5 separate regions of the Mus musculus genome follow, and regions 1, 2, 3 and 5 are each linked to region 4. A link is a contact called in public promoter capture Hi-C and targeted proximity ligation data. All regions are on one chromosome and are shown on one strand. The core of a region is the stretch at or near the end of the contact, and the rest is flanking DNA. Distances in the headings are between cores, read along the strand shown.

The links. Promoter capture Hi-C pulls out the DNA fragments that hold promoters and counts their contacts.
Region 1: a contact with region 4 is called in a targeted proximity ligation map of astrocytes, with 7 times the contacts expected there. A contact is called at or near these places in 3 of 39 promoter capture datasets (cranial neural crest, hippocampal neurons and pre-B cells) and 1 of 130 datasets of targeted methods (astrocytes).
Region 2: a promoter capture Hi-C map of the 3T3-L1 cell line shows a contact between it and region 4, with 4 times the contacts expected there. A contact is called at or near these places in 7 of 39 promoter capture datasets (the 3T3-L1 cell line, cranial neural crest, frontonasal cranial neural crest and 3 more), 1 of 130 datasets of targeted methods (astrocytes) and 1 of 9 other capture datasets (pancreatic islet).
Region 3: a contact with region 4 is called in a promoter capture Hi-C map of liver, with 3 times the contacts expected there.
Region 5: a contact with region 4 is called in a promoter capture Hi-C map of cranial neural crest. A contact is called at or near these places in 5 of 39 promoter capture datasets (the 3T3-L1 cell line, cranial neural crest, frontonasal cranial neural crest and 2 more), 1 of 130 datasets of targeted methods (astrocytes) and 1 of 9 other capture datasets (pancreatic islet).

The regions. Positions count from the first base shown.
Region 1 is chr19:10,947,920-10,950,619 of GRCm38.p6, forward strand. Ccdc86 (coiled-coil domain containing 86) reads right to left here and starts at 1,347. Exons shown (of 4, transcript NM_023731.3): 1 at 359-1,347. The coding sequence starts at 1,314.
Region 2 is chr19:10,893,948-10,896,647 of GRCm38.p6, forward strand. It overlaps Prpf19 (pre-mRNA processing factor 19), which reads left to right and starts at 1,284. Exons shown (of 16, transcript NM_134129.4): 1 at 1,284-1,521. The coding sequence starts at 1,503.
Region 3 is chr19:6,075,840-6,078,539 of GRCm38.p6, forward strand. It overlaps Vps51 (VPS51 GARP complex subunit), which reads right to left and starts at 1,348. Exons shown (of 10, transcript NM_001081041.1): 1 at 1,112-1,348; 2 at 524-653. The coding sequence starts at 1,339. It also overlaps a transcript of Tmem262 not described here.
Region 4 is chr19:8,722,155-8,724,854 of GRCm38.p6, forward strand. Snhg1 (small nucleolar RNA host gene 1) reads left to right here and starts at 1,333. Exons shown (of 10, transcript NR_002896.3): 1 at 1,333-1,352; 2 at 1,987-2,035; 3 at 2,249-2,329; 4 at 2,518-2,567. LOC115489078 (a small nucleolar RNA gene) reads left to right here and starts at 1,839; the gene lies at 1,839-1,910. LOC115489084 (a small nucleolar RNA gene) reads left to right here and starts at 2,097; the gene lies at 2,097-2,171. It overlaps LOC115489083 (a small nucleolar RNA gene), which reads left to right and starts at 2,378; the gene lies at 2,378-2,447. It also overlaps a transcript of Slc3a2 not described here.
Region 5 is chr19:10,868,516-10,871,215 of GRCm38.p6, forward strand. It overlaps Tmem132a (transmembrane protein 132A), which reads right to left and starts at 1,264. Exons shown (of 11, transcript NM_133804.2): 1 at 1,024-1,264. The coding sequence starts at 1,111. Tmem109 (transmembrane protein 109) reads right to left here. Exons shown (of 4, transcript NM_134142.1): 4 at 2,145-2,700.

The sequences.
Region 1 (2,700 bases), core at 97-2,596, 2.2 Mb after region 4:
GCCACACGAGATGTGGCGGACAAGGTAAAGGTGGCACGTCTATAAACCCAGCACTAGGGAAGCAGAAGCAGGTGTATCTCTGAATTTCAGGACAGCCAGTGCTATACAGTGAGACCCTGCCTCATAATAAAAAAAGGATGGGAAGAAAGCTCAAAAGAACACCGTCTAGGGCAGACATTAAAGAAATGATCTTTGAGGATCTATCTCCCTCCCCGACCTTAGGGCATTTTGACATTATGATCGTGTTTGTTAATTTCATTCGGGTGAACTCTTTACAACCCTTGGATTGCATTCAGGCGAAGGCAAGGTCCAAATGTACTAAGAACCCAACACATCACCCATGCTACCCCCACTTTACCTCTTCTTGGAGCGGTCTTTCCACACACGCCCGGATTTGGGCTTCCCTTTCGGAATTACAGGAAGCTCCTCCTTCTCTTTCAATTTCTTGGACGCTGGGGCCTGGGGAGAGGCTATAACTCGCTTCTTTAGGTTGAGACTTTCTGTTACTGTCTCTCCCGCCGGAGGCAGCTTGCCTGGCTCCAACTGGCGCTCTGGGGAGCTAGGTGCCTGGACCGTCAGCTCCTGTGCTGGCTGAGAGGGCTCGGGACCCGGTGCTTGCTGGCCCGGGCAAGGCTCGGGGGATCCTGGGATCACCTCCTCTTTAGCGTGGGCCGCCTCAGAGTCCAGTTCTCCCTGTGGGGGAGGTAATTTGGATGGCTGCTCTCGTTGCGGGGATTCCGGGCTCGACTCTGTCTGTCCTGCAGGTGACTCCAGGCCCAGATCTTGATGAGGTTGAAGGGACCCGGGGTGAGGCTCTGGCTGCCTTTGTGGGGACCCATCGTCTGCATCCTGTCTAGGACCGGGTGATCCGGGGCTCGCCTCTGGCTGAGGTCCGGGAGACGGAAGGCTCAGTGGTGGACAGGGCGATCCGGGGCTCGTCTCTGGCTGAGGTCCGGGAGACGGAAGGCTCAGTGGTGGACAGGGCGATCCGGGGCTCGTCTCCGGCTGAGGTCCGGGAGACGGAAGGCTCAGTGGTGGACAGGGCGATCCGGGGCTCGTCTCCGGCTGAGGTCCGGGAGACGGAAGGCTCAGTGGTGGACAGGGCGATCCGGGGCTCGTCTCCGGCTGAGGTCCGGGAGACGGAAGGCTCAGTGGTGGAACTCTCGTAGACTTGAGCTCTCCTGTTTCTTCTGAGTTCGACTTGAAATCTACAAGAGCCCGTTTCGCCCGAGAGACTTCGGGGACAGGAAGGTTTTCTGGAGACAGAGGTTTTAGGCCTTCCAGCCGCCGGCTGCGCCTCAGCGGCGTATCCATGGCTCACGTGTAGCCTCTGTAGCCTTCGGAACTGTCGGCGCCTTCATATGACGTCAGACTCGTCCATTTCCGTACCGGGCAGGAAGCGCACTTGCGGTAGAGAGACCCGTGGGTAGGCGGAGCCGGGGATGAAGTCGGTCCCGGGAGGCTGGGCTTAGTAGACGCATGCGTGTTGTGCATGAGCTCAGTTACAGAGTTTAGTTGCTTGGTTTCTGCGATGCGTTTTTTGCAAACTGCGAGTTCTTGCAAGGGGATGGGGTGGGGGTATATTATACATACACACACACACACACACACACACACACACACACACACACACACACACATATAAAAATAATTTTTTTTTTCTTGAGAGAAGAGGTTGGAAAAAGGCGGAGGGAGTTTGTAGGCAGAGCCGAATCAGCGCGCTAACTTGTTCTGGAACTGCTGGGCCCGCAAACATCGCCTTTTCTTTTATCTTTTGTAGCACAGTAGCTTTGCGCTGTGTAACAAAGGGGAAGGTCCTGGTGGTCTTCCTGAGTGGGAAATCTTCAGTTTTTGAGTTGTCTCAAACGTTCCCATTCTTTTCACTTCCTCTTCTCTACTAGTGGGCCCAAGTATGCAATAGGTGGTTCTCATCTTTGAACAGTTTCAGTTAATCAGCAAAGTGTCAGGTCTGTGGCCCAGAAAACCTTGACTGCTTGTTGTCAATGTTGGGGGTTCACAACCTGTGCCCGAAGTCAGGTCTAGCTACCTTATCCTCAATAAGCCAATTGAAAGAGACACATTAAAAACTGGAAATCTTTAGAAAAAGGAGATTTATTCAATGTAGTCATACTAGAAAGAGGGGCAAAGAGATTCTGTGAATCACCCAAATTTGACCTCAGGGTTCTAAATTTAGATAAAAAATTTAGATAGAGGGCCAAGGATAAATACATCTGAGTAGTCCTTACCAAGGTATGACTCTGCCCACCATTGGCCCATTATTATCTGGGTTTTAGTCTCATCCTGTAAGGTGGTCTGACAAGCTTTTAGAACTCTGAAATCTTTTTCCAGGAGACAAGTTTCCCCTCTGGCTGGTACCTTTTTCTTCTCCCAGCATGAGAATTCTGGGGAAATTTTCATTTCTTTGGAGTCCTCTGTCTGATTGATTGGCTGATAGGCTAAGAGATGCAGTGTCGAAAGCCTTTAATCCCAGCACTTGGGAGGCAGAGGCAGGCAGATTTCTGAGATCGAGGCCAGCCTGGTCTACAGAGTGAGTTCCAGGACAGCCAGGGCTACACAGAGAAACCCTGTCTCGAAAAACAAAACAAAACAAAACAAAACAAAACAAAACAAAACAATTAAAACCTTCATCTCTGCCGGGATGGTTACTTGCTGATCCAGGAGGAGGCAGGGAAGATGAAG
Region 2 (2,700 bases), core at 34-2,533, 2.2 Mb after region 4:
TTTACTGTGTGTGCTTGTGTGTGTGTGTGTGTGGGGGGGGTGTCTTGGGGACTGAACTCGGGTATCAGGCTTGGTAGCCGATCTGGTCCGGTCTTTAGTAGAGAAAACAAAAGAAGTTGGCAGGAGGCAGGGAACTGTTATTATAACAAAACACCTGAGGTAGGCTACTTTAAAGAAAAGAGGGTTCTCCTTGCTCAAATTTCTAGAAGCACAAGGTTCAAAGAGAATGACGTGGGCAATGTCTAGGGCCTCTTCCTTGCTGGTGTCACATTGCCATGGAAGTCAACTGGTTCATTTGTGCCTGTTCACTCTTTCTTTCCCTATATGAACTCCACCAGGATTCTTGTAATGTCTTATTCTAAAGATCCCACCTCTACATTCCACAGTTAAGCTAGATAGTAATGACACACACCTTTGATTTCAGCACTCAAAAGGCAGAGACAGGAAGATCTTTGAGTTTGAGGCCAGCCTTATCTGCAGACTGAGTTCCAGGACAGCCAGGGCTACACACACACACACACACACACACACACACACACACACACAAACCCAGTCTCAAAAAAACAAAAACAAAACCACAGAAAAACACCATAGTCGTGCTAACTTTCCACTCTTACTGTTTGGTTGCTTATTGAGACATGTTCTCTCTACACAGCTCTGACTGCCCTGGATTGGAGCTCACTATATAACCAGGTTGGACTTGTACTCCGAGATCTGCCTGCCTCTGAAGCCCAGTGCCTGTGTTTAAAGACTTCTGCAAACACACCCATCAAATTTCCATTCTTTTAAACGTACACATAAGACGCTGGGAACTAAATTCCCTTGAGTTTACAAAACAGACTATATTTAAAACGTAGCAGGCAACGAAGTCATTGGCTTGCCCATATTTCCAGAGCAAGAATTTAGGCAGTGTTAGTTTCTTTACTCATTTGTGCTTTATTTACAGGGTCACATTGTTTCTCAAAAGCCGGCCAAGGAACACAGGTCTCCGAATCATGCCTACAGACTCTCTAAGGCAGACTCTAGGAATCTGCACTTTTACAAGCTCCTGAAAAATCTGTCTTGCACACGACCATTTCAAAGACTAGTGTTCCCTAGGTGACAGCAGCTCCATCTAAAAAAAAAAAAAAAAAAAAGAGCCTTGGCGGTCCCCGCAGCCTCATGGGAAATGTAGTTTCTTCTCTCCTTCCCGCCTCAGGCCTCTTGGAGCGCTCGCCGGAAGAAGCCGAGCCAATGCGGAAACAGCCGAGTGTTTCGAGGCGGGCCTTTTCCTGCTCGGTTGCATGCTGGGAAAGGGCAGTTTCCGTTAGCTGCAGAAGGCTGAGGCGCGCCACCGGCCACCTCCCCACGTGAAGCAGTTGTGCGAGCATCGCCACGCTGGGCAGCTGTCTACCCGCGTCCGAGCGCTCCGGAAGCGGCGGGGGACCGGAAGTGGCCCGCGGAGGCTGCAGAGAACCGGGAACCCTCTGTGAGGCGACTGGCAGCAGCGCTACGACGGCGCCATGTCCCTGATCTGCTCGAGTGAGTGCTGGCTGCGGCGGGAGGCGGGAGCGTGTGTGGCCCCTGTGGCTCGGGCCCTGGAGCTCCCGGCCCTGCGTGCAGGGTGCATTTGCGCAGGGCTGCGCAATTCACGTAGCTGGGAAGAATGACTGTCTCAGGGGTCTTTTGAAACCGGCGTCGTTTTACAGAGCTGAGACAGGCCTGAGCAGAAGTGGGGGGGAGGAGCTGGTGCAGTGAAAAACAGCTCTTGGTGTCAAAAAACCCGAGGACATGCCCAGGATCCGCCTCCAATTGTGATCTGGGCTCTAGCGGGTTTGGGCCTCAGTTTCCCCATCTGCAAAATTGAAAGCATTGCAGTGGGCATTGCTTGGGAAACCTCGCTTAGGAATCGGACTTTCCGATTTGCAGAGATCACGCAGTGACTTCGAGACAGGGCTGGAAGCCAGGTGTCTGGCTTCTAGCCTCGCGCAGTATGACTAATGAAAACAGCGAATGTTTAGAAAACCTGTATTGATTTACGATGCATTTCCAAACGGTGATCTCATTTTATGCTTACAAGAATTGTCTGAAGGGAAATAAAGATCCGTGAGTTACAGAGGGTGTCGGAAGTCTTGAAGAATGGGTTTACCTAGGGGTGTGCGAGGAAGCTAAGCAGTGGAGCTTGGCTCTTTGAGCCTGGATCCATGGTTTTCCCGTGCACTATGCTGTCCTGTCTTGGGGTGTTGTATTACGGCATTGCGGGTGTTCTCCCATATTGTTTACCACGTTACTAGATTCCTCGCCTTCTCTATTTCCCTCTCAGAACGTTGCCATTAGTTCAAAGAAGGAAAAGGAGGAGGGAAATGACAAGCAGAAAAGGAAATCTCATACTAGAGAAATTGCAGTTTGCAAAGTATTTACAAACGATTTGTTTTCTTTCCATCTTTGAGACCACACTCTTACGTGCCCAGGGCTATCCTTCCTCTGGTAGAAGAGGGAAAGCTCCCAGAAAGCTTTAGTCGTCGAGTAGTGTGATAAACCAACAGAATAGGACAGGAAGGCCGTGTACAAGATACGGGTTTTAAATATGGCACAAATCCATACTTAATAACACATGCATGGGAGTCCTGCAAAAATAGGTGATTCTAAGAGAAGCCACGGAGAAGAATAGGAGCTTGAACCTTAGGATGGTGACTCACAACCTATGGGAGGCTGAATAGA
Region 3 (2,700 bases), core at 98-2,597, 2.6 Mb before region 4:
AGGGGGAGAGAGTGGCAAATCTGCTCTGAAGGCAGACTGACCAGAAACAAAAGTTACCACTAATAACATTTTTAACAAAAATTTTAATTGACTTTGAGATGGCTTAGTAGCAGGCAAATGTGTTTGTCACCAAGCCTGATAACCTGACTTCAATCCCTGGCACCCTCATGGTGGAAGGAGAATACAGACTCCTGAAAGTTGTCTTCTGACCCCCACACAAATGTTGTGTCCCACACATATGCATGTGCACAATATAAATAAACAAACAAAGCTAAAGCTTACTGAAACGCTGGTGCTTCCTAAGTGCTGCAGAGAAACTCACTGCATTTCATTCTTCCTTCCCAGCGCTGGTCCTTTGGACAAACCCCACCCCCACAGGAGTCATCACTTCAGCAGCAGTGGATTAAGGTTGGGACCCAATTGTAATCTGGGTCTCTTTCCTTTAATCCCTGTTTTTCTTAACACGGGGTGAGGACCTGGTGGGGGTGGTGTAAGACTGAGGAGTGTGTCCCAGTGGGGTCACCTGTAGCTGAGATGAACTTGTTGTAGTTCTCATAGACCAGGGTCTGCATGTCGCTGTCTAGAGCCCGGATCTGCCGTACCATGTCCGTCTCACTGTCCATCAGCTGGGCCAGAGGACATTCTCTACGCAGCTAGAGAAGCAGGTAGGAACAGTCAGCGTTAGTGCTCACTCACGTCCTGCTACCCTGCTTTACGTTAGTTGGATTTCAGTGCAAGACAACTCCAATCCCACCCTTATCAGGAATTCCATAAGTGGCACACTTTAAGTAGCACACTTCACAGGTTAGACCCAATTTGGGATTTGTCAGCGTTCATGGTCTTCTGGCTTAGTTTAAAGTCAACCTAGGCCCTGCCTAGCGCCTGTCAAGAGCATGGTCACACCCACTACCACGAGCCAGCACCGAGACCTCAGACCCAGTGTGACCTCAAGTCAGGCCCAGGCTCCCTTGGCCTCCAGATCTGCCTCTATTGCCTAGTAAGGGCTGTCCTCTTATAAACCCCGCTGCCGTCACCACAGCAACCAAATCGGGAGTAAGATCTAGGGTCCAAGATATTTGGGGTCTGGACCCGCCCCATTTCACACACACACCTTGTCAAGATAAACTTCCGGGTCGAAGTGCGCCCCATTGAGATCGGTTGGGTCCAGAGGGTCAGGCCCTGCGGGATGCCCCGCCACCTCCCCCTCCGAGAGGCCGTAGTAAAGCTTCAGCATCCCGTGAGCCTTCCGCCGACGCTCCGGAGCGTCCGCCTCGGGACCTTCTGGGGAGTCTCCAGGCCCGGACCCTAGGCCAGGCCCCACAGCTGCCGCAGCCGCCATAGCTCCAACCTCAACTCAAAGGGGTGAGGCAGGGGAGGGAACAGATGCACTTCCGGGGACCAGAAACTTGCTACAACCAGGCGGTCCTTCAGGTGAAACGTTCCTCTGCAGCTGTAGGATATGTGAGACTAAAGTTCCGTCTTGCGCTTGTCCTTCTGGAGCACAGAGGTTTCACTGAACTTCTGGATCGTTGAGTTTCTGTGATTTTGCTGTGCTACTTGGGTGAATCGTGGCGTCCCAATCCTGCATCCGCACAGGAAAGAGACTTGCAGAAGATCGAATATGCGTCACAGGGGGGGTCTGCAAGGTTCAAACGTCCATTTAGTAGCCTGCAATATGGCTTTAACGCAGTGTTTCCCAAGGTTCTGTCTCCAAGGAGTCATTCAATATGAGAAACTTTATTCTACTTAGAGAATTTAAGATGTTAATCTTAAGAAGTTAGTGAAATGTGATACGTGAGCAGTTGGGATTGAGGATAATTCGGAAGTTTTAAAGATGTAGGCATAAAACGAAGCTCTCAGCAGGGCGTAGTGGCGCACACCTTTAATCCCAGCACTTGGGAGGCAGAGGCAGGTGAATTTCTGAGTTCGAGGCCAGCCAGCCTGGTCTACAGAGTGAGTTCCATGAGTTCCAGGACAGCCAGGGCTACACAGAGAAACCCTGTCTCAAAAAAAAAAAAAAAAAAAAAAAAAAAAAAGACGAAGCTCTTAAGAGGGGATGAGGTCAGATTATATGTGGAGTTAAATAGAAGAAAATGAGACTTTACTAATGATGTACTGTAAACGTTACCGAGGATGGGCTGATAGGGTGCTGGGCTGCCAGGAGTTTCAGCAGACCAAACACTGTTTTTATCTGAAAATTAGGAGTTAAAAAAAAATCTAAATGGTATACTTTTTATTTTTATTTTTTTCAAGACGGTTTCTCTGCTTAGCCCTGACTGTCCTGGAACTGGTCCTAGTGTAGAACCTGTCTGCCTCCCAAGTGTTGAGACTAAAGGCATGTGATAACACTGTCACCAGCTCCACTGCCTAGCTAAAAACAGTTCTGAATGGTATTAAATCGCCATCTGTCCGGCCCCCAGTATTATATGTGTATTTATGTGTGCAGAGACCAGGGGATAACTCAGAGCTGTAGTTACAGCTCATGTGTGAGCTACCCGTCATGATGCTGGAAACCAAAGTGCAAGAGCAGTTCACCCTGTGCCAGCTCAAACCCTTCCTTTCTTTTCTCTCTCTTTCTTCCTCTTTGAGGCATCATCTCACTCTAACTTTGGCTGACCTGAAACTCATTATTGTAGACCAGGCTGGCCTCAAACTCAGAGATCCAGCCACCTCTGCTTCCTGAGTGCTGGGACTAAAAGT
Region 4 (2,700 bases), core at 83-2,582:
TGTGTCAGGTGCCCATGGAGGCCAGAAGTGGGTACTGGATCCCTTGGAACTGGAACTGCAGATGGCTACTAGCTGGGAATTGAACCAGGGTCTTCTGCAAGTGCTGATTTTGAAATCAGGCTGCCTGGATTTATACCTTGGATCTGATACTGTTTATCTGGGTAACAGTCAGCAAATGACTTAACCTCTCTGGGACCCGAGCTTCTCACCCATAACTGTACCTTACCACCTTCCAACTTGGATTATTAAGTGAGGTCATGCAGAAGAGCAATTAGTATGAGAGTAATGATAATTGTTCGAAAGGCAAGCTTCTGCATATAGATGTTTGCTATATGCATATGACTATAATGCTACTGCACACTCTCAATAACCAGTCTATAGCTGCGACTTAGAAAACTGGTAAATTCTAATGATTGTTCCCCCCAGAGCTCTTTATATCTAAGACCACCCATGCATAAAATGAGGGTTATCCCTAACTTTTAGGAGTGTGGAATATTAACTCATATTGGGTGCTTTAAACGGTAAGCCCAGTTGTGTGGAGAATTGTCAGCCTCAGTAGTATAGCACTTATCTACACATGCACATAGCAGCAGCTTTAATCTATAGCACTGCTAAAAACAAAACATGCAACATGCTCCATAAATGACATCTAAATGCTGGCCCTACTTCATTCAATCCGGGCCAAGAACATGGCGAAAATAGACCAGGAAGCAAAACACAAAAATCGGTCTCCAGAATGACGTAGGGCTTCTAGTCCCGACTGGGTTTCCCTAAAAGGCTTCATGCAAGGAAGCGAAAATCCAACCGAGCTCAGCCCAGGGCCCAGTACCTGAGTCGCCCGCTGCGCTGACAACCTGGACATCAAGCCCCGTCTGCGCGCTGGGCGGCTGGCGGGGAACCGAGACACCGTCGGTGGAGTGTTCAGTAGGTTCAGGATCCATAGAGATGGATCAACACGCGGCTTAGCGTGAGTGAGGGTGAGAAATCGCCTCAACGTATGGATATTGGTAGTTGTGACCCAGACAGTCGAGCTGTATGGGTCGCGAACCAAAATCTCCAGCGATGACGTTTTACCCGCAGTGAGTAAGAACCGCCTAGCCGCAGCGCCAAAGGCGTAGCGTCGCACTCCCCTAAAGCGCCTGCGCCTCTTTTTCGCGCTGCAAAATCAGAGGCGGAGCTCTCCGCACGCCCCTTTGGGCGGATTCCTCTACCCACAATTCCTCCGGCTCGCACACCGCTTACCTTAGCGCCTGCGTGAGTCCTAGTCCCACCTCCAAATCCCGTGGGCCTTTGCGAGATGCTATTTATAGGCCACACGTTGTTCTTGTCGGCCTCATTTTTCCTTGTTCGGGGTAAGTACTCTACGTCTTTATGTGCTGTAGTTTTCACTTTGTTTTTTTCTTGTCTTTCTCTTTTTTTTTTTTTTTTTGGTTTTTCGAGACAGGGTTTCTCTGTATAGTCCTGGCTGTCCTGCTGAAACTCACTTTATAGACCAGGGTGGCCTCGAACTAAAATCCGCCTGCCTCTGCCACCCGAGTGCTGCGATTAAAGTCGTGCGCCACCACGCCTGGCTCTTGTCTTTCTCTTAATCAGCTTTCCTATAACTGCGGCTGGCTTTTATCACAAACACCTATCTGTCACTGTTGTGAACCGCCGCCTGTATTTTCTTACGTAATGTTTATTTCTGGTGATTTAAAAGACCCTCGTGGGCAGCGTTAATAAATGTGGACTTTGGTAATCTGTTCCGTAGTCTTAGCGGGGAGACCATGTTAGGGCATTCAAGACCTAAAGATGACAGGATTTTGTGAAGGACAAAATGGTGGCGGCAGTGCAAGGCCACCCCCTATGATGAGGACCTTTTCACAGACCTGTACTGATATATCTGTGAGGATAAGTAACTCTGAGGAGGCTGGCCCTACATCACAGCCTTCTCATCCTTTAGAGATTTCTTGGTGTAGAAGTAACCCGATGCTAACTTCTCTACAGGTTTGAGGTGCCACCTTACAAAAGGATGGGTGTACGCTCTCTTTTCAGAGTAAGTAGTGTTAATGGTTTTACCAGATTTTTTTGGTTGTTGAGTATAAGTTGTGTGTGTGCTACGGGGATGATATGAAAACTGAACTCTCTCTTTCTGATGGTTTAGTGGAGAAAACAAAAATTCTCTGAGTAGCACAATCTGTGGCAGGTATTTGGATTGTTTGGCATAAAGTCTTTTATTGAAGTTTGGGGTTTTTTTTTTCTGTTCTAGATGTGGTTCATCTCAAAGCCCTTTACACTTTGGAGCCAGGCCTGTTCAATTTTACAAATAACACGTTTTGCTTGTAGTCAGGTAGGTATTGATGGTTGGTGCTTCCTTAGGGAACATATTTAGATGGCCACTTAATGATGAACAATGTAAATGACAAGCATATGGCTGAGTTGCAATGATGTCATCTTACTACTGAAATGGGCTGAAGAAAGAAGGTGCTGAGGTGGCTGTGATTACATTTAAAAATGACATTGTTTCTCTGTTTCCAGGGTGCTGTGACAACATGAAGAGTTCGAGCTACCTCCCAGGATGAGTGCAGGTAATTGTCCAAGTAGAGCTTAGGGTTTCCCTAGGGAAAATAGTCAAGACAGACATTGAAGCAGCACAACACTTTTTTGCTGCTTACTATTTGTATTTCTAGAGGACACATTATGTTAAGGCCTTTGTTCTCT
Region 5 (2,700 bases), core at 14-2,513, 2.1 Mb after region 4:
GCTTGGTGTAGATCATACTGGAAGTGAGATTGTTAGTGAGCCAAATGAAAAAGCTTTCCTTCCCTCACTGTGGAGGGGTTATTAGGACCCCCACTGGTTCTGCAGGGTTTGGAGCAGGTACCTAAAAGAAGTTCCAGAACCAGCTCTCTCAGCCCCACAGCTGAGCTGGGACGGCGGGGCTTTTCTCTAGAGTGCCCCCCCCCCGCGCGCGCGCCCGCGCACCAGTATCCCTAAGGGTAACAAGTGAGTGACTGTTGTTGGTCCTTAGGGTGGCTCCGGTCCACCTTCTAATTCAATGTTTCCATAATTACAAGATGCTCAGTAGCCTGACTCCCACGGACTTCCATGGTCTCCCATCACGGAGAATCCAGCCCTCTTGATGGGGGCAGAAAGGTAGAGACTACTTCGCCATCTCCCAATTCCCATAACATCTTCCACCTTTCAGCCCCAGCTTATGGCAGGCACGCGGTAGCTGCTGCCCCTTTCGTACTCAGTGATGGGTGCACCCACAAGGGCTCGGAAAGGCAAGGCTGGGACTCTCCCAGAAGACTCCAATGTTGGAGATCTCCTTGGAACAGGGAGAGAGAGGGGGAGAGAGAGAGGGGGAAAGGGAGAGAGGGGGGGGGGCAGAGGCATATCTCTCGGGTCTCAGGCAAAGAGCCTGTTTTGCATTCCTGTGACTAACCAGCGGGTTTCTGGGGACTAGAACTGCAGGTTAGGAAGAGGTGGTGCACGGGGAAGCAGGGCAGCCGGGTTAGATGTCGCGGCTGGAGAGGGGCTCGCAGAGGAGTTGGGACCGGGCTAGTGAAGATGGGAGTGAAAAGACTTTAGGAGCATCTAGGTGGTGCACAGAGAAGAAAGCCAAAGGGCTGTTGGCTGGGAACCGGTTTCCCAAGGTTAGACCTCTCCAGGGCATCGCTCTAGGTTTAGTTCTAGAGTCCAGTGGCTTGGGGGCATCAATGGCGCGTGGCCTCGGACGGACAGGGCCAGGTCGCCCCTCCCCACCCCTCCCTTCCCTCTGACCTCTCACGACTTCCAGGGCGAGAGCCACCAGGAGGCAGAACCAGGCACCGTAGGGCCCCCGAGGGGCCGCAGCCTTGCGTTCAGTCATCGAGGCGCACTCCTTCCCACCAAAGGAGGGTAACCGGCGCGCGGCTCAGGTGGCTGCAATCTGTCCCCACATCTCCCGCGCCCGCTCCGCGCCAGCCGCTGTGGCCAGCTAGTTCCCTGCGCCGCCGGCCCGCGGCTGCAGTTCCCAGACAATGGAGCAGGAGCAGTGGGGTGGGAGGGAACGCAGGCACATGGGCTGTCCCCTTCGCCCCGCCGGGTCCTAGTGCCCTGCGGATCCCAAAACCCAGAGCGTGGCCCCGTGCCTAGGGTGCCTAGGATTGGAATAAGGCAGCGTCCCTGGAGACTAAGCAGATTGATGTCCTCTGCCAGGAAGCACAAGGTGCGTTCTGGGATTCCTCGTGGAAGCCGATGATCAAGGAGAAAAACAAACAAAACCCGTTTCCTCTGCCTCATACCCTCCCCACAGGCATCTCACCTGTGAAGGCATCTAGAATTCAGGGACATAAGAGAACAGAGCTGCTGGGGCAGAAAAGGAGAGGCCAAACCAGGCCAGACCACCTTAGGCCATCCGTGGAGGCAGCTTGTCTCATGCCCAAACCTATCCCAGAAAGAGTCCCTAAGGATGAAGGGTGTAGGCTGGTCAACCCTTCTGAGGGAGTCCTGACTCCCAGTGCCACCTAGCCTTGCCCTCAGGTAGTGTTGGGAGAGGTCCAGATTTGGCATCTCCATGGCAACTTAAAGAGGAAAAAGAAACAGAAACGTGCCCGGGCCTTACACAAAAGAGCAGAACCACCTGGAGCCACATTGAGAACCTTATTCAGTAAATTCCTGAGTCTGGGAGGGAAGCCAGTTTTTCCAGGTTCCCCAAGCTAGCAATATAAGCACCCTGCAGGAAGGGGCAACTTCAGTCCCAACAGAGCTGCCAGATCTGCAAGCTTTCCAAGAGAGTGCATGCCTCCCTCCAGAGTCCTAGGGGGAAAGGTACCAGGTACATCCTGCCTTCCTGAGCCCTCCCTTCCTCCCAACAGATTTCTGCTAGAAGTCCAGAAGGAAGAGAGTTTGTCAGCAGAGACTTTTGAGTAAATACATTTTATTCAGAAGAAGATAATAAAATAGCATGCACTTTAAAACCACCAAGCGCTGATAAAAACATATCACTGCAGCCATGATTCCACATCAAACCTTCAGTAAGAATAGGCATTTAATCTTCACATCTTGTGCTGGACCTGGCATGGGTCATCTCCCTCCACCAGGGACCTAAAGGCCAAGGCCAAGGCCAAGAGTGAGCAAGTGGTGGAGAGGGGTTAGTGGCAGGCTCACTCCTAGCCCTGCAGAACAGATCAGGGCAAAGCCGTGCCCTTCCCAGCTACTGGGACACAACACTGACCAACGCTTGCTTCTGGATGGCAGAGAGTGGACAGGGGTAAAACTGCAAGACAGCAGGTCCTCCTGCCCTTTTCAAGGTCCCTGAAACCCTCAAGGGAGATTCGACAATCCCAGCAGGGCCGTTGCTTTGTTTGCTGGAGTGGGGATTCTGCAAGGGGCTCACTCTGACCACGAAGTAGCCACAGCACACTTTCCCACATTCAGTGTGGCAAGGGGCACCTGGAGGGTGCTGCTGACTCCTGC